2 separate regions of the Mus musculus genome follow, and region 2 is linked to region 1. The links are chromatin contacts, called in public HiChIP or PLAC-seq maps. All regions are on one chromosome and are shown on one strand. The core of a region is the stretch at or near the end of the contact, and the rest is flanking DNA. Distances in the headings are between cores, read along the strand shown. Region 1 overlaps Pdss2 (prenyl (solanesyl) diphosphate synthase, subunit 2). Region 2 overlaps Crybg1 (crystallin beta-gamma domain containing 1).

Region 1 (5,485 bases), core at 1,030-3,529:
TTGCCCTGGCTGTCCTGGAACTCACTTTGTAGGCCAGCCTGGCCTTGAAACTCAGAAATCTGCGTGCTTCTGCCTCCCGAGTGCTGGGATTAAAAGCGTGCACCACCAGGCCCAGCTTTTTTTTTTTTTTTTTTTTTTTTTAAGGAGGAGACAGAATAGAGGTCACAGAAGCTCTTGGAAGACAAAAGAGAGGTAGAAAGATCCCAAAGAAGCAAAGGTGGGTGTTGAAATACAGGAATCCAGGACCATGTCACATGTCATATAAGGGCAGATGGAATGGTTTAGGTCATGTGAGGAGACTGGACGTTTAGCTGCCTGTCAGAGCTTCCAAGATCCCCCCCTCCCCCCCTATCTCATGCAGCATGTTTACTAGGTCATCAGAAATGGTGAACTTTGCATGTTTTCAGACAGGGTCTTTTTCGTCCAAGCTGGCCTCTGAACTCACTATGTAGCTTAGCCGGGCTGCCTCTGCCTCCCAAAGTGCTGGGAGTGGCCACTCCAGTGTGACAGTCACTCATACACAGATCTGGAAGGCACTCATTCATTTCCTATCATCTCCTGTTACAGGAGAGGAAATTGAGGTGAGAGGGGAGTGACTTTTGACCACACAGAGAAACAGATCCGAGGCGTGGGGTAGGCTCCTTCTCAGGAAAGTTAATGATTAGAACCTACTCAGAGCTATAGCATTGTCACCATAGTTACTAATTAAGCCATGCTCACTGAGAAGACTCGCTTCAAACAGACAAGTGCAATGCTCTATGGGCAATCTATAGATTGTGGTAGTGTGACCCAGTCACTTATCTTGGAGTCCACTCATAACAGCTTAACCTCTGTGGGCTTACACGTCCTCCTCACTGCAGGCCACAGGAGGGCCTGCTTCAAACTTTTGGGAGGAGGAATTCAACTAAGATGACTTCCCTAGTGTTTGAGCAGAGTAGGTAATACAATCTGCTTCCCGTGTTTTCTGTCTCCAGATAGGGCTGTAATTACACACAGGAGGAGGAAAGGCAGTCGAGACCAGTTATGTAAACTCAGCCTTCTTGTCAACGGGATTCTCCGATTGCATTTGTGCAAACCACGGCAACCGTCTGCCAACCGCATGGAGCCAGAATCCGATTGCAGGCCTATGTGAGCGCTTGTATTCTTTCTGGAACTCAGTGTCTGTGTCTCAATATCAAAAGTTGACATTCTGAGGTTAAAACAAAACTCTCACCAACCAAGGCCCAGTACTACAGTTACACTGCTGAAAGCTGGGGACACCAGAGGGAGTCCCCCAGACAAAGTGTCATAAATGGATACGTGGCTTTTGAAATATAGAAACTGGCCTTTGAATTGTATCTTTTTTGTTTGTTTTCCAGACAGGGTTTCTCTGTGTAGCTCTGGCTGTCCTGGAACTCACTCTGTAGACCAGGATGGCCTCGAACGCAGAGATCAGCCTGCCTCTGCCTCCCGAGTGCTGAGATTAAAGGTGTGTGCCACCATGCCAAGCTTGAAATGTGTCCTAAATTTGATCTTTAAGAAAGAAAGGCAGACACTTTCTTATACAATTGAGTCAACACTTGGTAACATTTTAATATTCAATTTCAAGTATTTGGCAGCTTAACATCTCCTTCACTTCTCCCAAATCTGATAAGAACTAGGATGCCCAAGCCTCTCACACTATATGCACATGATTTCAAGACAGCAGGCAACACAGACTTTTGCTTAATGCGTTGAGGTCTTCTCCACTACGACAGACTGGTCATTGGTGTTGATGTGTCCCCCAGAGCTGGCATCCAGTGCTTCGCTCGACACCTGCAGCTTCCAGCTTGCTCTGTCCTCTGTGGAAGGAAAACCACAGCCACCGCCCTGGCGCCATCCCGGGCTTGGTCCAATCAATAAGGACTTATTTCCTGTCCATTTGCTGAGGTCACGGGAGCGAGTCTCATTAATTATTTCTGTTGCTGAAGCCTCAAGTGTGCTCTGGCGTGACAAGTGAAAACCGCGTGACCTTTTTCCTTCTCGTTTTGTTTGTAGTGGTTCCAAAGGATAGATTCATTAAGCAGTCAGATAAAGGACAGAAAAAAAAAATACATATATTTCTAAAGTCATTAAACACGTTACTTATTTCATCACCAAAAGCTCTCCTGTCCGCCTCATTCTCTGGGTTTTTCAGCTAAGGAACAATAGTGTCTTTTTAATTTGGTGTCAAGAAAATCTGGTCACAGCAAACACAATGTTTTCTAAAGCCGATCTGGCCTCTGAGGGAGGGAAGCTCTCCAGGGCCTCTAGTGCCTTGTTTCCATGGTAACGACACAGGTCAATAGCTGAAGTCACACCTTTGCCAGCTTTGATTGTTTCTCGCAACTGTTAGGAAATAAATGCACAATAAGTCAGGTTTTGGTTGTACAGTGAGGACCACAATTTAACTGGGGGTGGGAGTGAGGGACAGGAAACACGTAAATCCAGTATTTCTGCTCTCTCGTCTGGAGAAAGAGGACAGGTTTCCAGGTGCTCTCCAGACACCATCACCTCCCTAAGGCTACGGGAGCCTCGCTCCAGAGCAGCACAATGGCTCCAATCAGCCCAATTACAGCTCCTCTCACAGCCACCCCTTGATCTGCACAGAGTCCCATGCTGGGAAGGCAGTAATGAAGGCCAAGCTGTGGTATCTCTGGCATTTGGAATTCAACAGCGAATTCAACAGCCTCTATTTTATGTGTGTGTGTGTGTGGGAGGGGGTGGGGGGTGGGGAGGGAGGAGGAGCCTCCATTAACATCTTCAAACTTAAAAAAAAAACAATTCAAACACCTTATGTTGATACAATAATCAAAATTCAAGAAAAACACATATTATTAAATCTGAGTATGACTTATTTAAAAACAAAAATATTTTCCTCGGGAAAATGGAACAAAGCATTTTTGCTAATGTAGTGGTTCTCACCAGCCAGCAAATTGACTTCCGGTCTCTCTCTGTGACCAAAGAAAGAACCAAAGGGTCTGACGGGCAATGCTCACCTTTAATTCCAACACTTGGAAGGCAGAGGCAGGTGGATTTCTGTGAGTTAGAGGTCAGCCAGGACTACATGGCCAGACTCTATTTCAAAAAACAAACCAACAAACAGAAAAACAAAGAGGGGGCTGCAGATTTGCCTTGGCCTGCACTCTCCTCCATCTCTGGCGGCTCCCCAAAGCTTCCACAGGCAGCTAGCTGCACGCATATGCGCCAGGCCATACAAGTGACTAGCAATAACATCTTAAAAACACTAAACAAAATCATTATAGTTGTAGTTGGAAAAGGCTTCATCTTTTGAACTTAAATGACCTTGTCCTGTTCAATAGTCTCAGTGAGGGTCTCCCTCACTCCCTCACCTAGGCACCAGGCAGTCCCTGGCTAGCTCACCTGAGGCCAACTCCTCTGACTCTTAGAGACTGGGTGGGGCCAGGTAGTAAGACCCAGTCTATGAGTCATGGAAGATGCATGCTATGGACGGGATGCAGCACGGAACTGTCCGTGGGAATCCCTCTAGGGCTTTCCCTCTGGCGCTGGGGTAGCCCCACAGCAGAGATATTCTACTGCCTGGATACCTGAGTCACAGCAGGGAGCATTACAGCCTTCCTGTGAACGTTTCCTTTTCGTTTTCTGAGACAGGGTTTCTCTGACCTGGATATCCTGCCAGGAAGGTGCTGGCTGTCCTGGAACTCAGAGAGCTGCCTGCCTCTACTTCCTGAGTGCTGAGACTAACAGACAGCATTGCCACCGCTGGACGGATGTGGACATCTTCACTGACAGTCAGCAAGCCCTCATCTCTGCAGCTCCTTTGAGCTCTTTGATTTTCTACTTTTTAAACTGTGCTACACTGGGGTTCTCATCTTCCCCCCAGCTAGGTTATTTTCACATCCTAAAGATCCTTCCCAAGCTCCATCCACATTGCCACACTGCCAAAAAGGTTTATAAATCAAATACGGTCTCGTCTAAAATCTGTCACTGCCTTCCGACAGCCTTAGCAGTTCAAGTTCCCCAGGAGGAACAAGAGTCCTCTCTCCAGTCCCTCCCAGCTTCGTTTTTCTCCCTTCTGTCTTCTGCTCATGTATTAAGGGGAGCTAGCCGCAGTTTTCAGAGCTGACACACTGGCTCCCTTGGGGTTGCCGGTCCACTCCTAGTAAGCCCCTCCCACCCGGATTCTACCTGGGTGGAAGGCACTCAGCCACCCAGGACGATGGCACCAGGGACCAGCTGCTCTTCTCCCTCTGGAGTAGCCTGTGTGCTTCTGGAGTACAGTTACTACAGTGTTGTACTTTAATGTTCTACTCACGTACTGACTTCCCTGTGAGACTTTAAGCTACATACTGTATAATACATAAAACATGAATAAAAATATATGCTGGTGTATTACTCTAATTATAGGATAAAGGGGTTAGAGGTCCAGGGAAGCTCAGTTACTCCAGATATTAGAAGAGGCCACATTTCTTGTTTTCAGCTTTCCTTACAGTGTGTGTGTGTGTGTGTGTGTGTGTGTGTGTATGTGTGTACACGAGTGCACATGCATGCATAAACCCACAAAATTGTGGTATGAGATCAGGTTCTCTTCTTCCATTTTCATGTGGGTTCTGGGGATCAAACTTATGTGAAGCTTGTGTAGTGTAATTATACCTGTGAAGCCATCTCACTTTTGGGGGACCAGGGCAGACAGCATCTCACTCTGCCTGGCCTTCTCACTATATATCATCTCTGCCTGAATTACACTCTCAGCAATTCTTCTGTCTCAGCCTCCCCCACGAGATGGGATTACAAGCATGTACCGCCATCCGCCTCTGAGGCCATGTTTTTCTGCTGCCTTCTCCCATAGAGCCACTTTCTACTAAACTTTAGACTCCGATCACTCCAGCCTAGGCTTCCCCAGGATCCTGCCAAGGACTGAGTGAGTGCACAGCCAGATTCAAGTTTCTGTCTTAGCTCTACCATTTGAGGGACACAACTCAACTAACTGTTCCTGGCTCTAAACGAGGATCCTATCAACTCCACGGGGATGGGTGGGGCTGCACGAGAGCACAGATTACTGGACAGTAAAATCATGGTTGCACTCATGGCTATAGCTCAGCCTGCTTAGCTCTCCCCCCAAGGCCTTAGTTCTCCCTGACTATGGCATTCCACCTAATCAGATCAAATTAGTTTTGCTTTCATCTACAGTAAGCTCAGAGGCGGCTGGACTCAGATTCTGAAGACACTTAGGTGAGTGTGGCCCTGTTTTCATTACAGCAGTCAACGTTCCTTGGACAAGCCAAATGCTTTAGACTTCTAGGCTGGCAACCGAGGCATGTGGATATCTGTTAGAGGAGTCAAATGCTGAATTTCTAAGAACTCTTGGGGCACCAACTAATGTCAGAGTCATGTCCTCTCTGCTCAAGGCCCAGGAGCTAACTAAAGAGAACCTGAACTGCAGCAATACCAAGGCAGCGATGTGGCACTATAGGTGCAGGGCAGGGCAGGGCAGATAAGGTCAACC
Region 2 (5,538 bases), core at 1,688-4,187, 560 kb before region 1:
ACAGGATTGAGATCTGAGCCTGGTTTGGGAAAGAAAAATTAAAATAAGATTGTATCACCTAAAAAACAATGACTTAATCCTGTTCAAAGACTGATTTCTGCACGTTCTCTCCCAAACACTGAGATTCGAAGAGGGATGTGTTTAAGGCAGGGAGGCACTTCCTTTTACAGTGTAGCTGTGGCTTTTTTCACTCCCTCTCACCTCATAATGAAGGCATTACAACATGCATTAGAGGAGCCTGCCTTTTAATCAGCCCCAACTGGGTTAATTGCAGTGACTCTTGGTAACACAAGTTAATGGTAGAGAGTTGGGTTGTAAAAGGTATTTTGATCTGGTGTAAATCTTTAATGAGCAGATGTGCTTCCCATGGGGAGCCGGGGGCTCACCTGGACATTCTCCTTGCACATCCCAAGATGTACTTTGATGTCTACTTCGGTGATGCTCTCTTCCTGTGCTGACTGGTCCGCTCTTTCTTTTTTTAAGATTCCTCAGATTGTCACCTTTGCTCATTAATTAATTAACACAGCAATAATTAATTAACACAGCATTTGCAAACACTGTGTTTCTGATGGACCTGATATCTCACTGAACACCCCCATCTCCCATCCCCCATCCCCTCCACGTTCAACACACACACACACACACACCATTGATAAGGAAAGCGGCTGCGGGGCTCCAGGCCCGTCTAGTCTGACCACATACTGTAATGTGGCTTCTGAGACATGAGCTCCTGCTTCAAACCCAGGCCTTGTCACCAGCTAGGTGACCTCAGAGGAGTCACCTACCTTCTCTAGGTCTCAGCTTTCTCTCTTTAGAAAAGAACAGGCAAGTTGTACATTGGGTAAACCAAATTAAATAACTTCCCAAGTGCTTGGCAAACGGTGGTTTTCATTTGGCTACAAACTGACAAGCTCCTCTGCCTGCCCTGAGGAATGTTTATATAAAATGGTTCATAAAACAAAAAAGTGGGAGTGGCTCTGTCTGAAAGCAGCCATGGGGAGCCTTCTGGTCCTGTAGCCTCTGTTAGCCCTCAGTGTAACCCCTTAAGGGGACTTCCAAAATTCCCTTAACCATAAGTTTTGTGTGAAATAAAAACTAATTCTGTTCTAAATTATGTAGGGGTTTTGTTTTGTATTACCTTTTAAGTTACAGATACAAAAGAGAGCAATGGGCCAGATATGTGAAATGCCTTGGCTAAATTCACACAGATATTAGTGTGAGAGCCAGGACTGAGGCCAAGGCAGGCAAATGCCAACACAACACATTCTGCTATTGTGAAAGAACACATTGTGTACACTAAAGACATTATTCCCAGTAATAAGTAATTAGACCTAAGAAATGTGAATGAGCTGGGAGACTCTGCCCTAGACACATTAACAAAGTCAGTTAACAAATTATGGTATAGCCGTATGGTTAAAAAATTTGCTTCTACTAATGTTTGTGTAAAATTCCAAGGAAGTCAGTCTTAGGACCCTGGAAGTTATAATGTTAACTCATCCTTTTGTCTTAGCAAAAGGCAAGCAGCCAAGCAAGCCCTATGAACACTGCCATTTTCATTCTAGTAAAATATTTATGCATATGAAACCACTGGGAATAAGGCAGAATGCTGATGAGCAGCAGGTTTAGGAAAGATTTAAAAACACTTTCCATGTTCAGAGGGACAGCTCAGTGGATACAGTGTGAGGACCTGAGACCCATAGAAAAGGTGGTCATGGGAATGAGTGTCTCTAATCCCAGCATTCCCGTAGTGAGATGGAAGATGGAGCCAAGAAAAGCTTGGCAGCTCCCAGACCTGACAACTTGGGTGTGCAGTGCTGAACATCGAGAGACTGTCTCAGCAAAGTCGAACCTTGACACCCATGGTTGTCCTCTGACTTCACACATGCATGCATGCATGCATAAATACATACTGCGCATTTAAAATATGGGAAGGCATTAAGTATTTAAATTTGTTCCTTATACCTTGTAATGTCTGCCAGTTCAGTGCCACTCACTGTGAATGAATATGAATACTTGGTAAATTAATAGTTTCTTAGATTTATAGTCTCATCTGTCATATGTAGGTAAGATACTTTATATTAAAAATATGTGCTAGTGTTTGTAGGATTGTTTAGGAAGTTTCATGGGAAAGCAGATACACACCAGGGGATGCGGACTTTGTGGTCTCTTTGGCAGCTGGTTTGTATGTCGACTTAACACCAGGCTGCTAACTGCCCTGTTGCTTTGTCCTTGCAGCCCCGCCAGACCCAAACATGTGGAACTAAATCTGAAAACTCCGAAGAATCCTGACAGTTTGGGAAATGAGCACAACTCATTTAGCCAGCCAGTTCATAAGGGGAACACAGCCAACAAAATCTCCTTATTTGAAAACAAGCGGGCTAACAGTAGCCCCCGCCACCCCGACGTCCGTAACACAAGGAACAATCCTCCCTCTAGTAAGACATTTGTTGGGAGGGCGAAGCTGAACTTAGCCAAAAAGGCCAAAGAAATGGAGCAACCCGAAAAGAAAGCTGTGTCAACCAGCCACCAGAATGGCCTGGTGGTCAAAGAGCCATCTGCAGAAGGGAAAGGCACAGCAGTCCCTGTCCCCAGAGAAGAGATTCGTCCAGCCACCAGAGGAGGGGAAGGAGAGTCCACCAAGGATCAGGTCCTCCGCCCTGAGCCTGAGCAAAGTGATAAGCTGGATGTACAAACAGACACTGCCTATCCTTCCCACCCAGGGCCCACTGCTCTGGTTCCTGTGAAGGACTCTGAGCTCTCAGGAGAGGGCCAGCCAGAGGCTGCTGACAGCAAAGGCCCCGTCCTTAACAACACAAGTGATGTTGCACAGGACATCGCTGCCATTTGTGATGCCAGAGAGGCTCCCCCAAAGCCACAGGATGCATTTTCTGACTCACAGCCAGCTTCAGCGGCTGAGTCAGCTAGGGAGTCATCTCTCCCGCCTTCTGCACCCATTTCTGTGGACGCTCCCCAAGATGGCTGTGTTCAAGTTCCCATATGCAGTGTTCCCTGCACTGCTCTAGAAGTGTCAGAAAACCACAATGGGTGTGTTTCGCCAGTCTCTCCTCACACTGAGAAAACTCCCATCTCCAAACCTGGAGTGGGAGAAGCCAGTCCCCCTTCCACTCCAGAGCACAGCCCAGAAACTATGGGGAAAGACTGTCCCTCCAAAGTCCTCGTCCAGGTCCGGTCCTTTGTGCTTCCCGTGGAGAATCCTCAGGATGTGAGCTCTCAGGTCATCTCAGAGAGCTCTGAAGTTAGAGAGGCACAGCTGCCAAGCTGTCACAGTAATGAGCCTGAAGTGGTGTCTGTCACCACTTGTGTTCCGCAGCACGAGGATGCACCAGACACATCACCCAAGGACATCCATCACAGAGAAGGACATGTGGCACAGTCTCGACCACACATCACACAGTCAGGACCTGAGAAGGCTCCGCCCATCCAGAGCAGCAGTGGGATGCCCCAGACAGCGGAGTTCATCCTCACCCACTCTCCCAGCAGCAGAAGTCATGCAGAAGGCCCCCAAAGGCCAGGTCAAGATGCGACCAGCCCACTTACCCCTACCAGGCTTTTGAACATTTCTGCTGGTAGTGACAATAGTGTCTTGGATTCTTCTTCTGATATGGAAAAATTCACTGAAATTATTAAAAAGATGGACAGTGCAGTATGTGTGCCCCAGAAAAAGAAGAAGGCCCGGGTCCCAAACTCTCCAGCCCCTCACTTCGCTATGCCTCCCATTCACGAGGACAGTTTGGAAAAGGTGTTTGATCCCAACGTGTTCACCATTGGTTTAGGGAAGAAGAAGGAAAGCCTGGCAGAGGTGTCACCAGCTTTGCACTTGTTGCAGAACCACGACCCCATATCCAAACTGAGAGCCAAGCGTGCATCCACCGAGCAGAGCATCGTCTTCAAGTCCTTGCACACTAACAGTAATGGGAAGAGCGAGCCACAGACCACTTCAGAAGCAAGTGACAAGGAGAACAGGGACATCAACAGCGGCGGCGTTAAGAGGTCACGGCTAGAAAACAGCACGCTTTTCTCAAGCATGCTTTCTTCTCTGCCACAAGACAAAGTCTTTTCTCCCTCCGTGACGTCAGTCAACACAATGAGCACATCTTTTAGCACTTCTCAGAACAGCTCCGTATCTCAGTCATCAGTGGTACAGCCCAGGAAGGAGGGTGGCCTGCCCTGTGGCTCAGACAAAGAACAGCCACACCTTGCACCCCACAACTCCTTAAAGGTCTTCAATTTCAATTCATCAAATACATCTCGTCTGGGTTCCAGCCACATGGAAAAGTACCCACAAAAAGAGGGAAGCAAGGAAGATGTGAATTCTCAGGGCAACCTACAATTGCCAGAAAACAACCTTTCAGACTTACCCAAACTGAAGAACAGCGATGGCGTGGAAGGTATTCTGAAGTCAAACCTGCCGAATGTTGGGAGCGTGGACGCGGACTTCCTGGGCCTTTTCAAAGCAAGCCGGTATGACCCAGGCCATTCCTTTTCTGGAATGTCCTTATCAGACTCTATGGTAAGTACTAATTCTTATTTAGATGGGATGTTTCTAAACCTAGAGGCAGTGAGGGGCTCAGGTTGTATTTTTACAGGGGTTGTACATGTGCAATAAGTTTCTATTTGTTTACCATGTACCTTTTGTTTTGTTTTGAGACAGGGTTTCTTTGTGTAGCTCTGGCTGTCCTGGATTTAGTTGTGTAGACCTGGCTGGCCTTGAATTCACAGAGATCCACCTGCCTCTGTGCTATGATTAAAGGTGTGCACCACCACTGCCTCACCCCTCTACCCCTACCTCTGTGCACTTTTAAATCTATGTGCAAGGAACTCTTGGAGTCCAAGAAACAAAGACACCAACACTTCCTCCCCCAAGACATTTGTGGCCAAGCCGGGAGAATAAGTTATGTTTCAAGGCATTTGTGAATGTCAGTGTTGTACTATGGAAAGTATAGGAAAGATGCTTTGAGCGATCAGAAAACCTAGGAGACTCGTATTCTTTGTATTCTCTGTAAAAACACTCAGTGCTATATTTAGAATTTTCAAGATGTGTGAAACAGCTTCCTCTACTTGCAAAGGCCCCGCCCAGCCCAAGGATCCCCCTTCTCCTTCCTCTTTGCTCTGAGGTTTCACTCGCTCTCCATAATCGTCATATGTGTAGTTGGGAAACTACCTAAATGGGAATTTGTCTTCCTCAAGTTTGTGGCATAAAGTTTAGTTTGCATTCGTTCTTTCCCTGATAGAGGGAGCTGCAAAATGCAGCTTCCATTTCTTCCTCTCTGAACTGCCTGAAGTTTCCTCTTTGATGGAGACTGAACGTAGGGCCTTTTGTTAGTAAGCACGCTGTTTGTTGCTGGGCCCCATCACCAGCCCAGGATTGTTTGTGCCCTTCTGGTTCCAAGCTCCCTGTTTAAGTTGAGGGAGACTGTGCCTATAACTTGCTTTGCAGTGAGCAAAGCTGTCAGGCAAGTAGAGACATGACCACAGAAAGGACCTGGCGCCCTTCTTCACTGGGCAGGGTGTGGAGGT

Evidence for each region. HiChIP or PLAC-seq counts read pairs in DNA pulled down with a chosen protein or histone mark.
Region 2: an HNF4G HiChIP or PLAC-seq map of pancreatic cancer cells shows a contact between it and region 1. The contact joins two enhancer-like sites. A contact is called at or near these places in 2 of 115 datasets of contacts at active chromatin or transcription factors (bone marrow-derived macrophages and pancreatic cancer cells).

The regions. Positions count from the first base shown.
Region 1 is chr10:43,436,660-43,442,144 of GRCm38.p6, reverse strand. Pdss2 (prenyl (solanesyl) diphosphate synthase, subunit 2) reads right to left here. Exons shown (of 8, transcript NM_027772.2): 8 at 1,897-2,346. The coding sequence ends at 2,188. Among named protein-coding and RNA genes, the nearest start is that of Bend3, 40 kb to the left of the region's middle. Within about 2 kb of position 2,279, at least 95 of the 459 cell types and tissues checked have an H3K27ac peak or open chromatin away from gene starts, as enhancers often do. A contact at or near this core is called in pancreatic cancer cells, where this site is marked.
Region 2 is chr10:43,996,045-44,001,582 of GRCm38.p6, reverse strand. It overlaps Crybg1 (crystallin beta-gamma domain containing 1), which reads left to right. Exons shown (of 22, transcript NM_001368305.1): 4 at 2,236-4,531. Among named protein-coding and RNA genes, the nearest start is that of Gm40636, 31 kb to the right of the region's middle. Within about 2 kb of position 2,937, at least 80 of the 459 cell types and tissues checked have an H3K27ac peak or open chromatin away from gene starts, as enhancers often do. A contact at or near this core is called in pancreatic cancer cells, where this site is marked.